2 separate regions of the Macaca mulatta genome follow, and region 2 is linked to region 1. A link is a contact called in public Hi-C data. All regions are on one chromosome and are shown on one strand. Each heading gives the region's core, a stretch centred on a gene start, on an enhancer-like site or on the middle of the called end of the contact. The rest is flanking DNA. Distances are from core to core; before and after follow the strand shown.

The links. A called contact is a pair of places that touch in the nucleus more often than the background predicts.
Region 2: a Hi-C map of fetal cortex germinal zone shows a contact between it and region 1, with 10 times the contacts expected there. The contact joins the promoter of ROBO2 here to the promoter of ROBO1 in region 1. A contact is called at or near these places in 2 of 14 Hi-C or Micro-C datasets (fetal cortex germinal zone and fetal cortical plate).

What each region holds. Positions count from the first base shown.
Region 1 is chr2:200,339,301-200,343,609 of T2T-MMU8v2.0, reverse strand. It overlaps ROBO1 (roundabout guidance receptor 1), which reads right to left and starts at 1,272. Exons shown (of 28, transcript XM_077994323.1): 1 at 187-1,272. The coding sequence starts at 241.
Region 2 is chr2:202,277,632-202,281,861 of T2T-MMU8v2.0, reverse strand. ROBO2 (roundabout guidance receptor 2) reads left to right here and starts at 1,727. Exons shown (of 27, transcript XM_077994327.1): 1 at 1,727-2,808. The coding sequence starts at 2,748.

The DNA.
Region 1 (4,309 bases), core at 23-2,522:
GAATGGGAAAAAGAGACAACCCCAAATGTGAACTAGGAACATGTTCGCCTAAAAGTCTTGCAGGAATAGAGCCCCTCCCGCCTTGGGAGGGACGCGTAACCAAAATGCAATTCTGGGTTTGATTGTGAAAAGTGGAGAGAGGGGAACAGGGAGGATCAAGGGTGAAGAAAGAAGACGCGGGGTTACCTGAACAGAGACATATTAATCCAAACAGGTAAAAGTGAGCAGGCTCCGCAATCATTGTCCTCGGGTGGATCCTGCATACAGTCTCATGCCAAGAGGAGAGAGTGGAAATAGGGTCCCCAAATGTATGAAGCCACACACCACACACACCACACACAAAGGCTTAATATAAGCAACGTGGGTCAATTAGCCGGGAGTTTTCAGGGCAATTACTCGTCGACCTTTCTGGACGCTTGTCAGTATCTCAGAGACTTTTGCGGAGGAAGAATTCCAAGGTCTGTCTTCTCCGGCCGCAGGGTTTCCGAGGCGGCTCAGACACTTTCAAGAAGCACCATCCAAAGCGAACAACAAAGAGCCGAAGCAGAAGCGCAGTCGCGCCGCTTCCTGCCTCCGCGGTCGGGCCGAGCCTCCCGGCGTGCGCCCCCCCAGAGTGCGGCCGGGGCAGGCGCGGCGCGGCGCGGGCGGGCGCGGGGCGGCGGCGGCCAAGCTGGGGTGTGAGAGCGGATCCGGCAGGGCCGAAAAGTGCGGCTCCGTCTCCCCGCGAGCCCAGTCAGCGGCGGGCCACGCGCGGCGGCGGCGACGGCAGCCAAAGGAGCAGCAGCAGCAGCTCCGGAGGACGGGCTCGGGGTGCCGGGAGTGTGACTGGGTGACTCCGCGCGCAGGGGGCGAGCGAGGGGGCGGTGCGGCGACAGCGGCGGCCTGGGCGGGCCCTTGTTCCCATCACTTGCGGGATGCGGAGGGTACTGGAGGCGGCGGCAGGAGCGCGGACCCTCGCACGTCTTCCGGGCGCCCCCAGCCCCGCGCGGCGCCCAACATCGCCCCCGGCCCCTCGCCGGCTGGGGCGCTCGCAGGCGCCCCTGAACTACGCAGAAGCCCAAACTTCCCGGGGGTAGCTGCCTGCACCCCTGGCTCGTGGAAGCTGCAGAGGCAGCGCCCGGCTCTCCCCGGGGCGGCAGAGAACGGCAGGGAGGATGCTGCTGCGGGTGGGAGAGACGGCCGCCGCGGCTCCCCCGGCTCCTCCCGGATCAGCGGCGTCTGAAGTTTCTGCTCTCACGCTGCCTCCGCTCCAGCTCAGTTGCTTGTGGGTTTCCCCGAGTCCCGGCGGCTCCCGGTTTCCTCCCTCTCCTCCCCGGCCCCAGAATACTTAAAGGGGCCGCGTGGTCCTTGCTGCGCTTCCCTCTACTCTCCAGGCGCGGGTCAGGCAAGTTCTGCTCCTCAGTATTTCCATCCACAAGCCAGGGGTGCCCAATGGCGCCCTCAGGTGAGAATCCAATTGCTCAGAATCGGAAATCCAGGCGAATGAGAACCTGTCTTGTTTCTCTCGCCACCCCTAGCTCCCCTGCACCTTTCTCCAAATGGAACCTCCCAGCCAAAGACTTCAAAAATCCTCCTGGTCCAACTTAACCTCTTCCTTGCCGCTCCCCGGAATTGGAATAGACTCTCAACTCCACTCTCACTTCTCGCCAGTCCCATTAAAAAAAAAAAAAAAAAAAAAAAAAGCAATTTTGAGCAACATGCCTTTAGGACAGTAGGTAAACAGAGAACTATCCAGAACATATCAGTAGATGGGCAGTCTCTACGACCATCCTTTTAAGTTGCAGTTGTGGAAGTCTTGTAGAAAAGATACCCAAATCATAAGGCACAGGGTTGGGCCTTGGGATCATTTCCTCATGTTTCATTTGAAACCCTCTCTTTCAACTTGATAGACTTCACACATTAGAAAGCTAACAATGGGGAAGTTAAAAAAAAAGAGAGAGAGAGAGAGAGAGAGAGAGAGAGAGAGAAACAAATGCAAAGAAACATTCTTAACTAGCTGAGTTTGCAGTTAGGAGAAGCTAGTCAGCATTTCAAAACCAGACACAGGCTTTGACACCCAGTGTGCCCCCTCTTAAATCCCTACCTGCCAGTTACAGCTCTGTGACCAGGTCTGTTTTCTCTTCTCTGTTTCTGTTCTCGAGATATTTTATTGCATTAACAAAAATTACACAAAGCAAAACAAACCTGACACATCTGAAAGGCATTCATTCATTGAGTCAGTCACTTTTCTTTCTTTCTATTAAGTAAAACACAGTGGCCAGGTGCTGTGGCTCACACCCGTAATCCCAGCATTTTGGGAGGCCCAGGGGGGCGGATTACTTAAGGTCGGGAGTTCGAGACTACCCTGACCAATATGGTGAAACCCCGTCTCTACTCAAAATTCAAAAATTAGACGGGCGTGGTGGCGTTCGCCTGTAGCCCCAGCTACTCGGGAGGCTGAGACAGAAGAATTGCTTGAACCCAGGAGGCAGAGGTTGCAATGAACTGACATAACGCCACCGCACTCCAGCCTGGGCAACAGAGCAAGAATCTGTCTTAAATAAACAAATAAATAGACACAGTATGTAAGATACCTAACATGCCGAACCCTGAATAAATGGCAGAATTGTTATCTACAGAGTTGTGTACCATAACTTCCAAAAAACTATTTGGTATCTAGCAGTATATATAAGAAGCTACTTTCGGTGGTTGCCTCTGGAGGAGAGAACTGCACAGTGGATAGGGCAGAGAAGGAGGATTTGCTCTTTTCTACATGGTGGTGTGCTTTTCCATTTCTTTTCAGGTGAGCACATTCATTACCTAATGGAAGATAAAAATTTAAAAGTAAATTGTACATTGATTTTGGTTGCTGCTGGTGCAACCGATGACCTTAGAGCAACATTTTGTGGAAACTCTGATTAACGGCACCTATCTTTGAAAGTGAAAGATAGTTTAATCCTGAGAAAACTGACTATAAATTCAGTAAACAGACTGGAGATAAGAATTCAAAGACTCCAACCAAAATCTTTTCAGCAGTAAAAATATGAACGGGCAGTCAAAGCTGAAAAGCATACATCAGTTTGGTCTTGCTGAAGGATATTTAGTGAGAAATGTAGAATATATCTCTTTTTTCTTGGAATAAAAAGTACTTTTAAGATAAGCTTACCTAGTAATAGAAAACAAATAAACACTAAAGTGTAGTACTTGAGAGAAAGAGAGCAAGATGGAGAGAAAATTCAAATCCTCATATCATTTGAGTGCATGTTAAATAAAGATGTCAAACTTTCACTTGGTAATGTAGATATACTTTTAAATATAATGAAGAATATGTATCAGGATCCCTATTGCATTGTTCCCCAAAGTGGATCTCCTGGTCTCTGGAAGTTTGCTCATATCTCTCAAGATCTCTTTTGCCATTTATCTCATTGAATGCAAACCAAATTAATATCACCCTTTATTTCTCAACTTCAGTAAGCAATACCCATCCCCTCTCTTCCACCCCTAGAGATGATATTACCTAGGACAGTCATCAGTAAGTATCCTCAAGGAGCTAACTTTTGGCCAGCCCCGGATGAAGACCATCATCACCAACTCATATGTGTTAGTCCTTTCTTTTTTCTACCTCATCCAAAATGTGTCTATTTTCTGTCAATTATATTGGCAAAGATGGCATGCAAAGACAAGAACTTGTGTTCAGAAGGCATTGCGGAGCTGTAAGAAGTGAAACTCAATGCACCTGAGAACTTTTTATCTACTTCCTTTTCCTCACTCGTGCAAATAAACACTTAGTGAACATCATCTATGTGCAAAAAAAGAAAAACAGTAAAGTGTGCTGTAGGGACAAAATGCAAATATAATTCCTTTCATTTAGGCTTTTAGAGCTCCTACTGTGGGGAGGTACACAGAACAGGCTTCAGGGTGGAATCTGTCTGAAAAAAAATAAAAACCAAGTGCCATTGGGGTTAAAAGACATCCCAGTACATTCCTAGAGATGGATGAATCATAGCAACTTGTCACCTTTTCAGTTTTGCTCCTGAACTTTAAATTACCTGGAAGAACGCGTGAAATGCTCGTTGTGTCTGTATGAGTGCCTGTGCAAGTGTGAGTGTATACATGTGGACAGGGAAGGTACTCACAGAAGATCTTCACGGAACTCTGACATGTACAAGAGAACCTCGACTCATTCCAGTTTGGGTGGGAGACACAGCACAAGGAAGGAGAAACTGTACTGACTTGTACTCAGGAACCCCCTTTCTGATCACTATGATCTGAATGAATTGTGGGTTCTACATTTCCATTTAGAACCTATGAAATTCAGGATCCCAAAAAT
Region 2 (4,230 bases), core at 478-2,977, 1.9 Mb before region 1:
CCGATTTATTGGACCTTTGGGGTGGTGGGGAGTGAACAAGTTTCTCCTTAATAGTTAAGCCTTTTTTCATGGGGTGCTGAAACAATAGCACATTCAGAATTATTACCGTGAGAATTCAAGTGATTCAACTTTAACAACCGAATGCACTTTTTTTCTTCACAAGTAAATACTGTAGATTAAAAGTGTGCTGAAATTACTCTTAATGCTTTAGCAAGAAGAGTGGTTGTTTCATTCTTTGGCAAGACTCTTTCATTACCGTAATTTTCAAGCGTGCTGAGGTGTCCTAATGTCTCTTCTAATTGCTTGAATGTCGCTGACCTTTTTTTAAAACTACACACAGCGCCCATAATATGCAAGGGAGGCCTAAATTAAGTAGCAGCACCAAAATGCATCCACCAAACAAAGGCTCCTCCTCAAGGGGCCCCTTACGGAGAGAATCTTTCCCGATATTTTCCAGTAGGGGGAACTAGAGACTCACCATCAGCATTTAGCTCGGCTCAGGGACCCGCGTGCGTTCCTCTAAGCCGCCTTCTAATCATCTGAACAGGCATCAAACAGCTACCAGCCAGCCTGTGATCACACGTGGGCCCGGCCACACCGGGGCACCGCCGACGCTGGCATCCCTGTGATCTCACGCGACCTTCCTTAATCATCCCCGGTCCTGAATGGCATCACTTGGTAGCCTTGGCCTTAACGTTCAGGGTTTCGTCGTCTTTGGGCTGAAATTCGGCTTCTTTTGGAGCTTCCATGAGCTCAGCTGGGTTTTCAGCTTCCACACCCAGAGCCTGCGTTTTCCGAATGTCCTTCTGGAGGTGCGGTCTCTGGAGGGGAGAGACTTCGGGACCCCCGCCCCAGGCTCTGGGATCCCCGCTCCCCTGCTTTGCACCTTCTGCGGAACTCCCTCGCGCTGCGCGATCGCGCATCAAACTCATCTTCGAGGGGTCACAAGGCAACTGAGTAACCCAAGGGGGGTGCCACCCCTTCCTCCCCCTCCGCCCCTTGGGGATGCCGCAGGGGGCCGTAGATCTTGGCTAAAATGAGCCGCCGGAGGTTACTGATTTCTGCCCCCCTCCCTTTTCCCCCTTGTGCTTTTTAACCGTATAGGAAGCATCTATCCACCACCTTCCAGTCCAAAAGGTCTTATATTGCGTTTCCTTCCCTTGCCTTCCTCCTCCTCGGCTTCTCACGTGGCTCAAAGGTGAAGAGTGTGTGTGATTTTGACGGGTAATGAGGCTGCGCCCCGGGTCCCGGAGGGTGAGCTCCTTCAAGACCGCGCCGCAGCTCCGGAGACGGAGCGATGAATAATTAGGCCGGGCTTCCGTGAAATCGCTCACCGAGAAAATTACCTGCCCATTAAACGGGACGCGGCGAGGAGCAGGCGCTGGAGCCCACCTCTGCCCTCCCGAGGCGGGAAGGAGGGGCACGCGGGGCGCGGAGAAGGGGACGGAGTGGACCCGGGCCTCGGCGCTGGGCAGCCGGCCGGGCCCCCGCATTGGTCCGTCTCGGTCCGCCGGGACTCTCCGGTCTCCGGGACCCTCCGGCTCCCCAGCGGGCAGGCGCCCCCGCGTGGGCGGGCGGGCGGCGGAGTCTGCGGGCGGCGGACGGGGTCTGGAGGTGGAGGCTCCGCGCCCCCGCCGCCCCCGCCCCTCCCCGGGGCAGACTCCGAGCCGCGTTCGTTCCTCCCCGCCCCTCCCGCCTCCTCGCCTTCCCTCCTCCGAGTGCTTCCACCCGCGGCAGCTGCCGGAGGAGGCGGACGCTCCGGGCCGGGCTGCCGGAGCAGCGGCGGGGACCGGATCGCGGGGACCGGCGGCTGCACCGGGCGAGCGGCTGGACCGCCCTGGCGCTGGGCTGAGCGCTGCCTGTCTCCGCCGCTCCCGGGCTGGGCTCACACGCCCGGCTCTGCCCGCGCCCGCAGCCGCCGGGTGCACCTCGCTCAGCGGCGGCCCCGCGGGGTGGCTGCAGCCTCAGCCTCCGCCTCCGCCCCCGCCCGGCCCCTCCCTCCCTCGCTGGCTGCTTCCCTCGCTCGCTCCCTCCCCGCCTCCTCCCGCAGCCCCACCACGTAGGAGTTCGGATTCTCCACCCGAATCGTCCTGATTTCCCTTTGCCTCTCTTTTGGAAACGAGAGAGGTGGAGGGAGGCCACCAGGCTGCAAAGGAGAGAGAGGCCCGCCAAGTCTGCCCGCCTGCAAAGTGTTGCTTTGACACATCCTCATTATGGAAGTTAAGTAAAAATATATACATATTAAAAAATAACTCCGGACGTGGATTGCTACGGAGAAGGAAACCGGGGGAAAGAAAACCAGTAGGCAGGCCCATGGTTTTTCGGCAGCGTGCTGGCAAGTTTGTGGAACACTTTCTAGGAATTAGGTCTTTTCCTCCCCCTTCATCATCTTGACTTCTGAAGAAAGAACTTGGCTTTGGCTTGCAGTGGAGCCTAAGGAGAGAGGGTTAGACACACTTGAATCATCCCTCTGGCTGGGCTGCATTTGCGGGAATTTAGGAAGCCAGAGTGTTGGAAATACAGCAGCCTTCGAAGTGCCCTCTGTTAATTTGGATGGATCTAAACGTGCCCCGTTCAAGACCTTTCCACCGGCCCCTTCTGATCTTGCGATTTGCTCTTCTTGACTTTAATTAGTATCTAGGAAAGTCTAAAGTTTGGACCTACCTCTTTTTTTGATACTTATTTTTGTACTTTTGCTCTCTGGGATTGGTTTCTTAAACAATCTGGATCCTTTTTAATATGTCAAAATGAGTCTGCTGATGTTTACACAACTAATGCTCTGTGGATTTTTATATGTTCGGGTTGATGGTAAGTTAAAAATGCTTTTATCTTTTTTTTTTGCGCCCCAATCCCCCAAAACCATTTCTTTTAGAATTTGATGTGGGTTATAGATGAAATGACAGTATGTCTGTTTGTCCGTTTTGGCCAGGCACGGGCTCCTTGGGGGCAGAGGTTTTCTTTAAGTCTTTTGTTTCTAAACTGCTGCAAGTGGAACATGTTGGTAGTCACCTATTGTTGTTCTTGTTGTTGTAATTTACTTAATTAATTAAGGAGTTGGGTAATAAATGATGCTTTCCCAGTTTTCTTAGAAAAAGAAATATTACAGTACATCTCCTGAAAGAGCCTAATACTATTGTGCCTGCTCTCTGTTTGATGTTTGCTCTTGTGTCTGAACTTTGGCTTAGACATTCAAGTGAAGAAATACAGTCACAGACACTCTAAGGAAGGTTCAATGGGTTAGGAATTGGAGACTGAGATCAGTGTGTATCACCTGTGTTCCGGTGAATGCTCTCCTGGCGTTAAATCAGAAGGAAGAATTTAGATCCTAGGGAGAAAACTGTCAAAAGTAAGACTGGGCGAGGCTCCACGAACGAGGAAGCATCAGCTATGGGCTGGCCACAGGAGTGGGACACTTAGCTCAGTCCGCAGTGGCAAACACAACGGGGGCCTTAAACAGGTGCTGTAGGTGTCTCCCTCTAGGTTGAGTCAGTCTGTCAAGCCCACAGCATTCTGCCTCTGATTCCCTTGTCTTTTGTTCCGATTTGGTTTACTGGGATATTTTCACAGGATGTCAATTTCTTGTGCGACTATTGCAAAATCCTTTTTTGTGGCTCTTTTGAATGAATAGTGGAAATAATCGTTAACATGCTTTTTGGTTTGTATTCAAAAGAAAAAGTTCAAAGAATATTTGCTGTTAACCTTCTAGAGGGTTTAATTTTTATATCGATGGAAATAATTGGTATAGAGGAATACTAGATTTTTTTTTTTCCTAACTGGATTGCAGTACTTTAGGTTTTTAATTACTTACTGTACTTGTAAAGAACCTAAAGTGTATTAGTCCAACTGTTCAAGCCATCACAATAGCTTGATGCCACATAAACTTTCCTCCAGCATTTGCATTGTGGATGAATTCATTATTTGGGACACTGCCTATTTTTGCCCATCTGTGGTAGCTAACTTTGTTCCTGGCAGCTAACTGCTGCGTAGAGCCCAATGTATTGGACTCAAAAAGGAAGGCTTTCTATAAACATGAGGCAATACAGATGAGTTTACCTACTGTCAAGTGGCTGTTTTCAATCATGGACTACATGAGTACCTTTGCCCCCCAGCGATAGTAGGGGAGGGATGCATGTGTGTGCACTGCTTCTCTCTTTTCCCAGTCTAAGCCGTAGACGTTCAGGGTTTAATTATTGTGAATTATACTATGGCAACATCTGTAATCATTTTTCA